Regions from separate parts of the Sus scrofa genome. Here region 1 is linked to region 2. The links are chromatin contacts, called in public Hi-C maps. All regions are on one chromosome and are shown on one strand. Each heading gives the region's core, a stretch centred on a gene start, on an enhancer-like site or on the middle of the called end of the contact. The rest is flanking DNA. Distances are from core to core; before and after follow the strand shown. Region 1 overlaps MTUS1 (microtubule-associated tumor suppressor 1). Region 2 overlaps PDGFRL (platelet-derived growth factor receptor-like protein).

Evidence for each region. A called contact is a pair of places that touch in the nucleus more often than the background predicts.
Region 1: a Hi-C map of skeletal muscle shows a contact between it and region 2, with 5 times the contacts expected there. The contact joins two enhancer-like sites. A contact is called at or near these places in 2 of 5 promoter capture datasets (both in liver), 23 of 47 Hi-C or Micro-C datasets (adipose tissue, alveolar macrophages, brain and 14 more) and 1 of 2 datasets of contacts at active chromatin or transcription factors (skeletal muscle).

Annotation. Positions count from the first base shown.
Region 1 is chr17:5,384,639-5,390,517 of Sscrofa11.1, reverse strand. All of the region lies in intron 5 of MTUS1 (microtubule-associated tumor suppressor 1), which reads left to right. Among named protein-coding and RNA genes, the nearest start is that of PDGFRL, 110 kb to the right of the region's middle. Within about 2 kb of position 3,982, at least 23 of the 83 cell types and tissues checked have an H3K27ac peak or open chromatin away from gene starts, as enhancers often do. A contact at or near this core is called in skeletal muscle, where this site is marked.
Region 2 is chr17:5,282,974-5,289,161 of Sscrofa11.1, reverse strand. PDGFRL (platelet-derived growth factor receptor-like protein) reads right to left here. Exons shown (of 6, transcript XM_021077996.1): 2 at 864-1,161. Among named protein-coding and RNA genes, the nearest start is that of PDGFRL, 7.2 kb to the right of the region's middle. Within about 2 kb of position 3,466, at least 1 of the 83 cell types and tissues checked has an H3K27ac peak or open chromatin away from gene starts, as enhancers often do. A contact at or near this core is called in skeletal muscle, where this site is marked.

The DNA.
Region 1 (5,879 bases), core at 2,733-5,232, 100 kb before region 2:
TGAAATAGTTTAACTCTACAATAACTACTTATTCAATCATTTAAAAGTGCATACAGGAGTTCCTGTGTGGCACAGTGGTTAACGAATCCGACTAGAAGCCATGAGATTGCGGGTTCGGTCCCTGCCCTTGCTCAGTGGGTTAAGGATCCAGCGTTGCCATGAGCTGTGGTGTAGGTTGCAGATGTGGCTTGGATCCCACGTTGCTGTGGCTCTGGTGTAGCCTGCGGCTGCAGCTCCAATTGACCCCTAGCCTGGGAACCTCCATATGCCGTGGGAGCGGCCTTAGAAAAGACAAAAAGACAAAAAAAAAAATAAAATAAAAGTGCATACATATAAAGTGTTTAGAGTGTGTTGGCACACAGTATATTGTATGAGTTTCTGTTAATGGATTGTCAAGGCTGCCCTTTTGCTTTGGTGCCCTTGTGTTCAACTGCCACCAGGGGGCAGACTGTGTCTGGAAAATAATTGAAACACAGCTTGAGCTGGCTTGTTTTTGTATATATATTTAAATTTTTTTATTATAGTTGATTTAAAATATTCTGTAAATTTCTGCTGTACAGCAAAGTGACCCAGTCATACATATATATACATTCTTTTTCTCACATTATCTTCTATCATGTTCCATCACAAGTGATTGGATATAGTTCCCTGTGCTATACAGCAAGACCTCATTGTTTACCCCCGCCCTCCCCTCCAAATGCAATAGTTTGCATCTCCTAACCCTGAACTCCCAGTGGTGTTCTTAATCTTTCACCTGATACACCTTCGTGTGTGTGTATGTGTGTGTGTGGTGAGAGAGAAAAAGAGAGAGAGAGCACGAGCGCAAGCAGGCGTGCGCTTTGCTGTATGACTATTTCTTTTGACTTTTATTTTGGCTTCTGACTGCCACTGCTTCTTCTCTTTATTTGCACTCCTTGTTCTGCTGATTGTTTTTGTTGTTGTTTGCCTTTGTAAGAGTTCCCCAGAGGATGGGAGGCACTTGCAGGGCACATGGGATCACTCACAGGAAGAAGCAGAGAGCCTTGTTCCCCTGTTTTAAAAGATCATTAGCAACATAACCTTTAATGTAAGTGGTATATAGTTTGGTATAGTTCAAGTAAACATTTTTAATTAATGTGATGAATTGGTGGCATGTTAACTAATTTTTTCTCGTGGGTAGTCCATCCTAAAGGTTTCCCTTCTAATCAGGATAATTTTATTTTATTTTAAAATAAATTTTACTGGCGTATAGTCGGCTTAGAAAGTTGTGTTAGTTTCGGGTGCACAGCAAAGTAAATCAGTTACACATATATCTGTTCTTTTTCAGGTTCTTTTCCATATAGGTTATTACCCAGTATCAAGTAGATTACCCTGTGCTCTACAGTAGGTCCTTGTTACCTATCTAGTTTATATATAGTCGTGTGTATATGTCAGTCCCAACCCTCTAATTTATCCCTCCCCCACCACATTTCTCCCTTCTAACTGGGATAATTTAGACTTTACTATTATTTAACAACAACAACAACAACAAAATCCTATAGAGGGTGGTGTCATGTCTATTTTAAATAATATCAGTGTTTAACTTTAGTCCCTTATCTATAATGGCTTTAATTTATAATTTGTAATTGCTGATTAGTATCTTAGTTTTACAAGTTTTTTGGGGGGGTCTTTTGGAGAGGCGGGTGGGGGAAAGATGGTTCTGGTACATTAATTGTGGAATCTGGGGGAAAAAAAGGTGTTAGGTTTTTGTTTTTTAATAATAATAGACTGTGGTAAAGTGAAAAGGCAGCACCCAAATGTAGCTTTTCTAGATTTAATTTAATTCTAGATCTAATTCTATATTTACTTCCTTGGTTATTTGTGTTTCCGTTGCCGTGGGGGCCATGTTTACAAGACCTCTCGTCTGTATGACCAGCTTGTGACTGTCCCACGGCTAAGCCACGGCAGAGTTACCGGGTTAGTGTTGTATTGACAGCCTTTAAAATGGCAGGTTTGGGGGTGAGTGCAAAGGGAGAAGGAGTTCCTCACAAGTTCCTTTCCTGCCTATCTCCCTCCCTATTCATACCCTACATGCTCTGTAGAATTTCTGGAAGAGTAACTGCTTCCTGCACATTCTCCTGGCATTTAATGGTTGTTTGTGGTTAACAGTTAACTACATTCATTTCTGTAACTGAGTCTTTCATTTTTTCATAGGAAATCTTGAAAACATATAGAGATCATTTTTTACACCTTGCTTTCTCTTACTTTTTTTTTTTTTTTTTTTTAGGGCTGCTCCCACGGCATAGGGAGGTTCCCAGGTTAGGGGTCTAATCAGAGCTATAGCCGCCAGCCTACGTCACAGCCACAGCAACACCAGATCCTAGCTGCATCTGCAACCTACACCACAGCTCACAGCAACACCGGGTCCTTAACGCACTGAGCAAGGCCAGGGATCTAACCCACAACCTCATGGTTCCTAGTCGATTCGTTAACCACTGAGCCGTGACGGGAACTCCCACTTTCTTGTACTTTTTAAAATTAAAAAATATTAAGAATTTGGGCTATATAATTGGTCTAATAGTTTAGTTCTACTTACGTGAGTATTTTGCCGGTGCATTTTTCTTCAGCTTCTTTTAGTTTTTGTCATCTTATTTTGATATACTTTTACAAAGGACTCAAACATTTAATAGAGCTCAATAAAAGATAAACACTAATCATACTTTCCTGGTGTACCTCGTCTCAAAACATTACTATCTTGAGAGGTTACCTGATTTTCCTTTAAATGCTGTTAGTCATGCAGTAAGTAGCATCCTTAGAATACTGCCTCTCTGACTAATTTTTATTCCTCTGGAACTATTAAATTATGTCTGTTGGAGAAGTTGTATCAAGGCTTTATCATTAGTTATTAGTGTGGCCCTTAGAATAATAGTGTTAAATTTGAGCTTTAACCTTTTATGAATCTATCATTAATATATTGTAGGAAAAAGATTTTTTTTGAAGTATAATTAACCTACAATACTGTTAGTTCCAGGTGTTACACTAGACATTTTATTGAAAATTGTAATTGGGAACATTTATGGCTTGAAGCCATTAACATTTTTTTGTCTCAGGTATCAGGTTTATATGTAGGTTTACATGTAAAATATCTGAAAACATGCCCAGTATTACTAGTGTTAATATAATTACCATTTTAAAAACTCTGAACACAGATTAAAGAAGTCTTAATTTTTTAAATTAATTTCTAAATAAATAGACACTTGAAGTAGTTATTTCTCCTTAAGGATCCTCCAAGTCGTTACAGAATCCGTGACATTATTGGTTGTTATATAAAGCTCCTAAGACCACCCACTTTCTCCTCCCCTTCACCATCTCTGATGAAAACCATAACAACCCATGAGCATGTTCAGTGATGTAATTCAGAGGCTGCTGGCTGCTGGGTCTGCTAAGAGGAGATTTTATTCAGAGGAAGAACATTGTTTTGGCAACATCTGGGACTGGAAACAGAAGCCAGAAACACTTGGATAGCCCTGGGTTTTTTTGGGTTTTTTTTTTTTGGTCTCCTGTGTGTGTGTGCACTGGGATGACATTTGCCATGTAGGCGCGTTTCCTCTCTCTGTCTTTCTTGGCCTCAGAGAAGAGTGCTGGGTTTAAAAAGACAGTATGTGAGAGTCCATGGAAGCTGATTCTGCTGTGAAATCCTTGCACCTGCTCTGAAGACATGTTGCTGTCCCCCAAATTCTCCTTGTCCACCATTCACGTACGGCTGACAGCCAAAGGACTGCTTCGAAATCTTCATTTCCTTCAGGGTTTAGGAAAAGCACTGTCATTTTCCACACAGGTTTGTCTTGCCCAGGTCTCTGTTAACTGTTGTATGGGGGACATCTTGATTAATTTGCAGGTGTTTATCGGAAATTTTCTAAGGGGATAGATAACTGGGAGGAGAAAGCTCTAAGGAGAGAACGAGGCATAATTTGTAAAAAACAAGCAGTTCTCTCTTTTGTCTCAACACATAGTGTACGATACTTTGACTGTCTGCAAGCTGATGGTGTGCTTGGTTTGTTTGCTGAAAGCAGAACTGTTGCGTGGCTGCTCCCCAGCTCTTCTTTCTGACACCAACTGAATCTGGAAAAATTAACACCTGTTAAATTACATTTTACTTCACATGATTTTGGAATAGGACACAGGTAAATTAAGAAGACTCCTTTAGAGAAGGAGATGAAATGACAGGGTTTCTATAGTTTTTCATTATTCAGTTTCTCCCTGAGAATGTGATAGGCTCATCTGGTATGCTAAAAGATTTCTGTCACTATTTCTGAACTAACAAATTCGAGTTTGGGGAAAGGTAGTAAATGAACCACAAGTGAAGTTTTCCACACTTCATGGTGAAAATATTTATAATCATAAAAACTGCCTCTGTTTATTTTTGTATCTGCTTTTTATTTTCTGTGCTCGAGATGAAAATAAGCACAGCGTATATTTTAGGCTCATGGAAACCTGTGTGCTTACTTTCAGGGGATGCATTTATCTCCCATTGCTACTTCGTGTTTAGATACCATTGCACCTATGCTAAGTTAAGGTGATTTTATGCTGTGAAAACTGGAGCGTGGCTACATTGGATGGGGGCTGGTTCCCGGTCACTGTGATAAGGTCGTTTGAGTTTGTAAATAGATGTGTTCTTGTTTCACATGCAAGCTGGCCCTTCCATGTCTTCTTTTCCCTCTCTGTCCCTAGTAATTTTTTTTTTTTTTTTTTTTTTAGCTGACTGCTTTCCATTTTCCCAGAGGCATCTCTCCTCCCTAGGGGGTAAATCTCATTTTTTTTCCAGCATCTCTTCTCTGTGTTTCATAACTCCCCTTGACCTGTCCCTGGAGTCAGCCAGCCTTCTCCCTGCTCTGTCGCTGATGGCTGAGGGGAAATGGAGAGAGTGAAGAGGCAGACAGTGGCTCTGCTTTTCAGCCTAAGTGCCACTGTCATTTTTCAACCTTAAAGAATAAAAAGGTGAAGAAAATAAAAATAAGAGTGCCCTTGTATTTGCAATAATTTGTGTAATCTAAAATAGCTCCCAATGGCACCTTTTTTTTTTTTATTTTAAATTACTCAAATGTAATGGCACTTAGTTTTAACTTAAACAGTCCACGCTCCAGGTTAAAAAGGAGAGCAAACAGTAGGGAGGTTGTGCCACTCCAAGGGAGCCTCTTTCTTACCCAGGACCCAGCCTCCCCACAGAGGCAGCCACTCTCATGGGTGCTTGTTTATCTTGATAGTAATTTTCTGGTCCTGTGTAAACCTATGTAGATTTTTTTTCATATCCCTTTTTGTTTTATAGAAATGGAAGAATACCATATATAGGCTTCTTTAGTGTACTTAAAAATTTTTTTATTATAGTCGATCTGCATACATATACATTCTTTTCTCATAATTACGTTCCATCATGTTCTGTCACAGGTAACTGGATATAGTTCTCTGTGCTATACAGCAGGACCTCATTGCTTATCCATTCTAAACGTAATAACTTTTATCTACTAACCCCAAATTCCCAGTCCACCCCACTTGCTCCCCCTCCCCCTCGGCAACCACAAGTCTGCTCTCTCCTTTTCTCGACTTTTTTAGGTTCATATAGCTCAGATTTCATGTTACTATGTTTCTCTCCCACATTCTCTTTAGTATCATATAACAACCCGTTGTTGGCTGAGCCATGATTCAGTTAACCAGTCTTCTCTCAGCAGGTTGTTTGTAGCATTTTTGTGAAGCAGACAGCCTACCAGGGCAGCTTAAGCAAAAGACACATGGCTTTTATTATCGGAGTTTGACTAATATCGATATTTTGGGCACATCTTGATTGCTGTCATAACTTTTATAGCCAGAGTATCCCTAGAGTTGATCTAGTTTACCTGATTTTATACCAGAAAGTCAGAGATACC
Region 2 (6,188 bases), core at 2,217-4,716:
CATTATCATACTAAGTGAGGTCAGACAAAGACAAATATCATATGAGACCACTAATATGTAGAATCTAATAAAAATGATACAAAGGAACTTATTCACAAAACAGAAATAGACTCAAAAGATTTCTAGAGCAAACTTATGGATACCAAAGGGGAAATTGTGATGGGAGGAGGAATAAATTGGGAGGCTGGGATTGACATATACTCACTACTAGGGATAAGTAATAAAGACCCACCGTACAGCACAGGGAAATCTACCAAATACTGTGTGATAACCTATATGGGAAAAGAATCTGAAAAGGAATGGATATACGTATATATAACTGATTCACTTCGCTGTACACCTGAAACTAACATTGTAAGTCAACTATACTCCAATAAAGTCTCAAAAATAAAAATAATATGAAAAAAGCCCTATTCTTGGAAAAGTAAAAAAATCATCAGAAGCGTTGAAAGTGTTAAAAGCAGTTCATCTCCAGTCAAGTTGTTCACAAGAATCTCCCATTAGTCAATTTTCATTACAATTACTTAAAAACAACAAAGCATAGCATCCTTTATTTCTTATGATGTTAATTCTTACATCTCTACTTCAATACATCACAGTTTCAATGATCTGTCCTACGGCTTCTTATAAGAGTTCACTGTTTAACCAGTGTTGAAAGGATTTGCGATCATTTTTTTTAAACTGGGTGAAGAAATAAAATCAATGGCTTTTGCTCATTGAGCTTTGATTTTTATATTCTACTAAAGTGAAATGGTAGATGTCAGAAACAATGCGATATTAAACAAGTGTATGAAACCAAAATCTTTGAAGCAACACAAGTTAAAAGAAAAGGGGGGGGGGTTACCCAAGGTGGGCGTCCTTACCTGAGGCGGGTGTCCTTAAAGGTGTCAAGGTAAGCAGGATAGCTCCATGCAATTTTATTCCCTTTACATCGAAGCTCCAGGGTTTGCCCTGCCGTCAGACTCAGGGTAGCAGCGGGTTTCTGGAAGCGACCTTTATCCATCATTTGTATCATTATAGACTGTGTCTTCGGCACGGAATCAGCTGAGTCTCTGTCCTTTATTTTAGGAATTTTGGGCTTCACCTTTTTGTTAGTAGGCTTGATTTTGTTCTCTCCTGGCTCCTTTGGGCGCTTGTTCTTGGGAGGATGCTGGCCTGTAACTGGGACAAATGTGAGGAGAGAACAGTGGTTGTTAATAGCCTAACAGTACAACCCCTAAAACAGGTCACCTTTTTTTTTTTTTTTTTTTTTTTTTTTTTTTTTTTTTTTTGGTTTTTAGGGCTGCACTCATGATATGTGGAAGTTCCCCGGCTAGGGGTCCCATTGGAACTGCAGCTGCCAGCCTACACCACAGCTTATGGCAATGCTGGATCTTTAACCCACTGAGCGAGGCCAGGGGTCAAACGCGCATCCTCATGGTTACTCGTCAGGTTTGTTACCGCTGATCCACAATGAGAACCCCCCTTGTCACTTTTTAATACCCAGTTCCTCTTAAATCAAAATTGTTTTTGGGAATAATGATTTTCTTGGTTCATTCTTTTCCTCTAAACCAGTTAGTAACTGAAAGGGAGTGGATTTCAACTTCAAAGATTTTGTTCAAAGTCAGTAAAATATTTCTTGTAGAGCTAACATTCATACTTCCCAAATAAAACTGTTTTTCCTTGCAGTTCACACACAACCTCAGCATCTTCAAAGCAATGACCCAGTGTGGGGGAACCAAAGCCTCTTAAGATCTGTTTTTGGTCCTTGCCATTTCAGTCCTGTCATTGCTCATCTGGAACCTACTGTTTAAAGTTAGGAATATGTACAGGGAGTGGAGCGCAGATTGTACTGCAAGCACACCCAACAAGATTTCGAACCACCACCAACTTTCTCCCAAAAGAGTACATGCAATGGCATCAGTCCAAGAGTGCATCAGGGCTGACACCATCCATTCAAGGCTTAGTAAGAAATACGTGCAAACCCTGTGCTCATTTAAAAAAATACATAGAATACATTCCCATTGTGACTCAGTGGGTTAAGAACCCAACTCATATCCATGAGGATGCAGGTTTGATCCCTGGCCTCACTCAGTGGGTTAAGGATCCGGCATTGCCATGAGCTGTGGTGTAGGTCACAGATGTGGCTCAGATCTCGTGTGGCTGTGGCTGTGCTGTAGGCTGGCAGCTGTAGCTCTGATTCAACCCCTAGCCTGGGAACTTCCATATGTGGCCCTAAAAGACAAAAAAAAAAAAAAAAAAAAAAAAAACAAAAAACCACCATAGACATTATTACAACTCAGTGGTAACTGTAGCAATGGTTTAGAACTTAGCCAACAAAAGGTGCTGGGGGAGGAGGATCTTATCACCAACACTGTTGAGAATTGCTGCCACATAGTGGAAAAATAAGAATTGACCACCTTCAAGTCCATTTTCATACTGCTGCTTTTCCCTTCGCTACAGACATCGCTGTCCAGCCTTGAGAAGCCTCTGAGTTCCAGGAATCTTAACTGACCACCTGGCCTGCATGGCCGTGTGCTGTGTCCACCCAGCGAGGATGAAAGGACTAGGCCATTCATTTGCCCCACTCTCTGCTCCAAGGCGACCTGGATAGAAGCCCACAGAATTACAGAATATCCAGAGTTACAGGATCCTGAGAGACCACTTAAAGTCCTCATGCTATAGATTTTATAAGTAATAAAGGAAGCCTCACATGTTAAATAAATTGTGCAAAGATGGTTAGTGGCAGAATGTGGGAGAAAAACTCACTTCTCCTGATGTCCATTTTAGTACATGCAGATAAACAGCCAGTAGATATTTTGAACAGATAACAATATAAATATCGGTCAGTGAAGGGAATTACAGGGCATTTGTACAAAATGGGGAAATGTGATAAATCGGGAAAAAAAATTGTCCCTCTTTGATGCTCATATTTATATAGCATAAGCTTGGCATGTAAAGGGCTCGACGTGGTCAAGAGAACAAAGACACTGAAACTAGGATGGGGAAATGGAAAAAGGCAAGTATTGCAAGTGCTTAACCAGCAGGCCAGGCAGGGGACAAAAATGAGGTGAGCCAGCGGTCATGGAGAGGCCACACCCTTTCCAAGGAGCAGCTACCTTGAGGGATTGAGTGCCCAGGGTTACAGGATCCAATTTCTCAAAGGACGGCAGGAATGCAGGTTTCCCGATTTATAAATAACATAAACTTGGATTTTTTAGAATCCTCGGGTCAGAATCCCTGAGGCTAGGAGTCAGGTGGTGGTTTTCCTTGGATCCCAAAGAGACAGGAGAGGGATTGCCAGGCCCGCTCGGTCTTGTTCTGGGCTGGTTACATGGGTGTGAATGTTTGTGAAGCTTGTGAATGTTTCATGGAGCCACACACTTATCATTGGTACCCAAAACTCAACTGCCATGGACCCAGCTGTGTAATGGTGAGCTTGGCTTTTTTAGTGTGTTGCCCTTTGCTCTTAGAAATAGGAGCCATTTGGCCCGTACTCTGGGTTCAGCCTGGCTGAGGCTCTGGAACCCATCCCACTGTGAGCTTAGTGTCAGCATCCACTCCGTGGCTCATTGCCTTTGTCCCTGAGCCCTGCCATCCCTTCCCCAACACCAGTTCCACTGTGACCTGTCCATTTCCTGGGTCTGACTCTCATCTGATTTCCCAGCCTTCCTCTACTCTGGTAACTCTGGGTCATGGGCCCACCTGAGTTTTCTCAGTCCTGCCAGGGACCAGAGCTGTGTCCTTGAGCCCTAGTCTCCAAGGCAGGTCCCCAAGAGCTGCTGTTAAATCTACTGTTTGTCAAGATCTCCCCAGGCTGTGAATATTTGGGGTAAATACACCAGGATTCTAATGACCAATGGGGTGGGCAATGCACTCATGCACATATTTCCACAACTTCGAGAAGGAGAAGCACTGCAATCCCAGCCAACACATTAGACCCACAGAAACATACTAACCCAGCAACATCAATTGTGAAGCATAATCTCAGAATGGCAATAGAGTAAATGTCACCAGTTTTATTCTTAAGGCAGAAAATAAAAGCCTACCATTATGCTGTCCAGGTCATCTGTACCCTGCATGCATTTCAGTCATACCATGCCTATGAGACCATGGACCTCTGGACTGGTGTCTGATTGGGTGTTTTCTTGATCATGTAATAGGACTTCAAGTTAGGGAAATGAAAACAAGTGTTTGTAAATCCTCTGGAATCTGGGAAACCCATGCCCCTGGCCTGGATGATGGCTCTCAGAGCCTGGGTGGCGATGCTACTCAGGAATATTCACTTAATCTGGATATTGTGCCTTCAAGTATGTGCTATTATCCCTAAAAAAATTATTTGACCTTTTGACCAAACAGGCCCATTAGTCGGTCTAAGAATATAGCAGCTGGTCCTGCTGCCTGACTGAGGAATTGGCCCATGGTTTGACAGTAATGACACTAAGTTGGAGAAGCCAGACCAGCAGCCCCAGGAACAAGTCTTAGGACTAAGCAACTGCCAAATGCCACATCTTTTTTTTTTTTCTTTTTGGGGCTGCATCTGCAGCTTAAGGAAATTCCCAGGCTAAGTGTCACATCCAAGCTGCAGCTGCCAGCCTATACCAGAGCAATGCTGGATCCAAGGCAAGTCTGTGACCTACACCACAGCTCATGACAATGCCAGATCTTTAACCCACTGATTGAGGCCAGGGATTGAACTTGAATCCTCACAAACATTATGCATGGTTCTTAACCCGCTGACGCACAACAGGAACTCTTTATGTCTAACTTTTTAAAAGAATGTGACTCTTTAGCCTAAGTAAATCATTTCCCAAAGGCCTAAAAAAGAAAAAAAAAAAGAATTTATATTGTATATATATAAAAGCGAAGGTCTGTTACCACTGCATTTTGAGGTTATGAAACAAAATTTTAATTTTACCCCATATTTATAGGGGGTAAATTTTACAAACTATTAGATGTAATTTTGGACTTCAGGTCCTGAATGATAAGTCAGCAATGACCTTGGGAAATTACTTACCTCTCTCTTAGTTCCCTTATCCATAAATTGAGAATTACACGATAACAATGACTAGCCCATGGATTGTTGTGGGGATTTAAGGAATTATTGTGTTTAAAATGCTGAGACTTGTGTCTGACCCAGAACAAGCAAGTGCTAGCAAGGTCTGTTTGTTGTTGTATTGTTGCCTTATGTCTCACGGCGATGTCCATGATAATTGAAGGAGGCAAGCCAGCTCATTAATCTGCTTAACTTACAGGTGAAAAGAGAATTGGGAGCTCTTGTTGGGGTGCAGTGGAAATGAACCTGACTAGGAATCATGAGGTTGTGAGTTTGATCCCTGGCCTCACTCAGTGGGTTAAGGATCTGGCATTGCTGTGAGCTGTGGCATAGGCTGGCAGCTGTAGCTCTGATTTGCCCCCTAGCCTGGGAACCTCCATATGCCATGAGTGCAGCCCTAAAAGGACAAAAGACCAAAAAAAAAAAAAAAAAAAAAAAAAAAAAAGGAAATAGCTCCACCCAGGTTACTAAAAACGCAGTGAAAAAACCAGATCTAGAGTATTCTCTGATTCATGCTGTTGCTTTCAACTCACTTGAGATTAGCGTTTCATTTTATTTGCAAGAATCTCATGCACGGCACCATTGTCTGAGTGGTTTCTTTGTTGGGGGTGGGGGCAGGCTTTGTCAAGAAGTTCCAAGTCAAACAGAACTTTATGCCCAAAATGAGGGCAACCCTCCTGGAAGGGCTGGAGATGCTTTTCCAAAGCATCTCCAGCCGGAGACGCCAGTCTCCAAAACGAATGACTAAATACTACACAGCCAGAAGTACGCAGGGCAAAGGACTGTAATGCTTTAGCAGCAACTGAGGATTGATTGCAATCAAACCTTATTCAAGAAAGGTGACCTGATTATGAACCTTTCACATTCTTTTATTTTTTTTAATTTTTTATTTATTTATTTTTTGCTTTTTAGGGCCACACCTGCAGCATATGGAGGTTCCCAGGCTAGGGGTCCAATCAGAGCCACACTGCTGGCCTACACCACAGCCACAGCAACAGTGGGATCTGAGCCATGTCTGCAACCTACACCATAGCTCACAGCAATGGATCCCTCAACCGACTGAGAGAGGCCAGGGATCAAACCCGCATCCTTATGGATGCTAGTCAGGTGTGTTTCTGCTGCACCACGAAGGGAACTCCAACCTCTCACATTC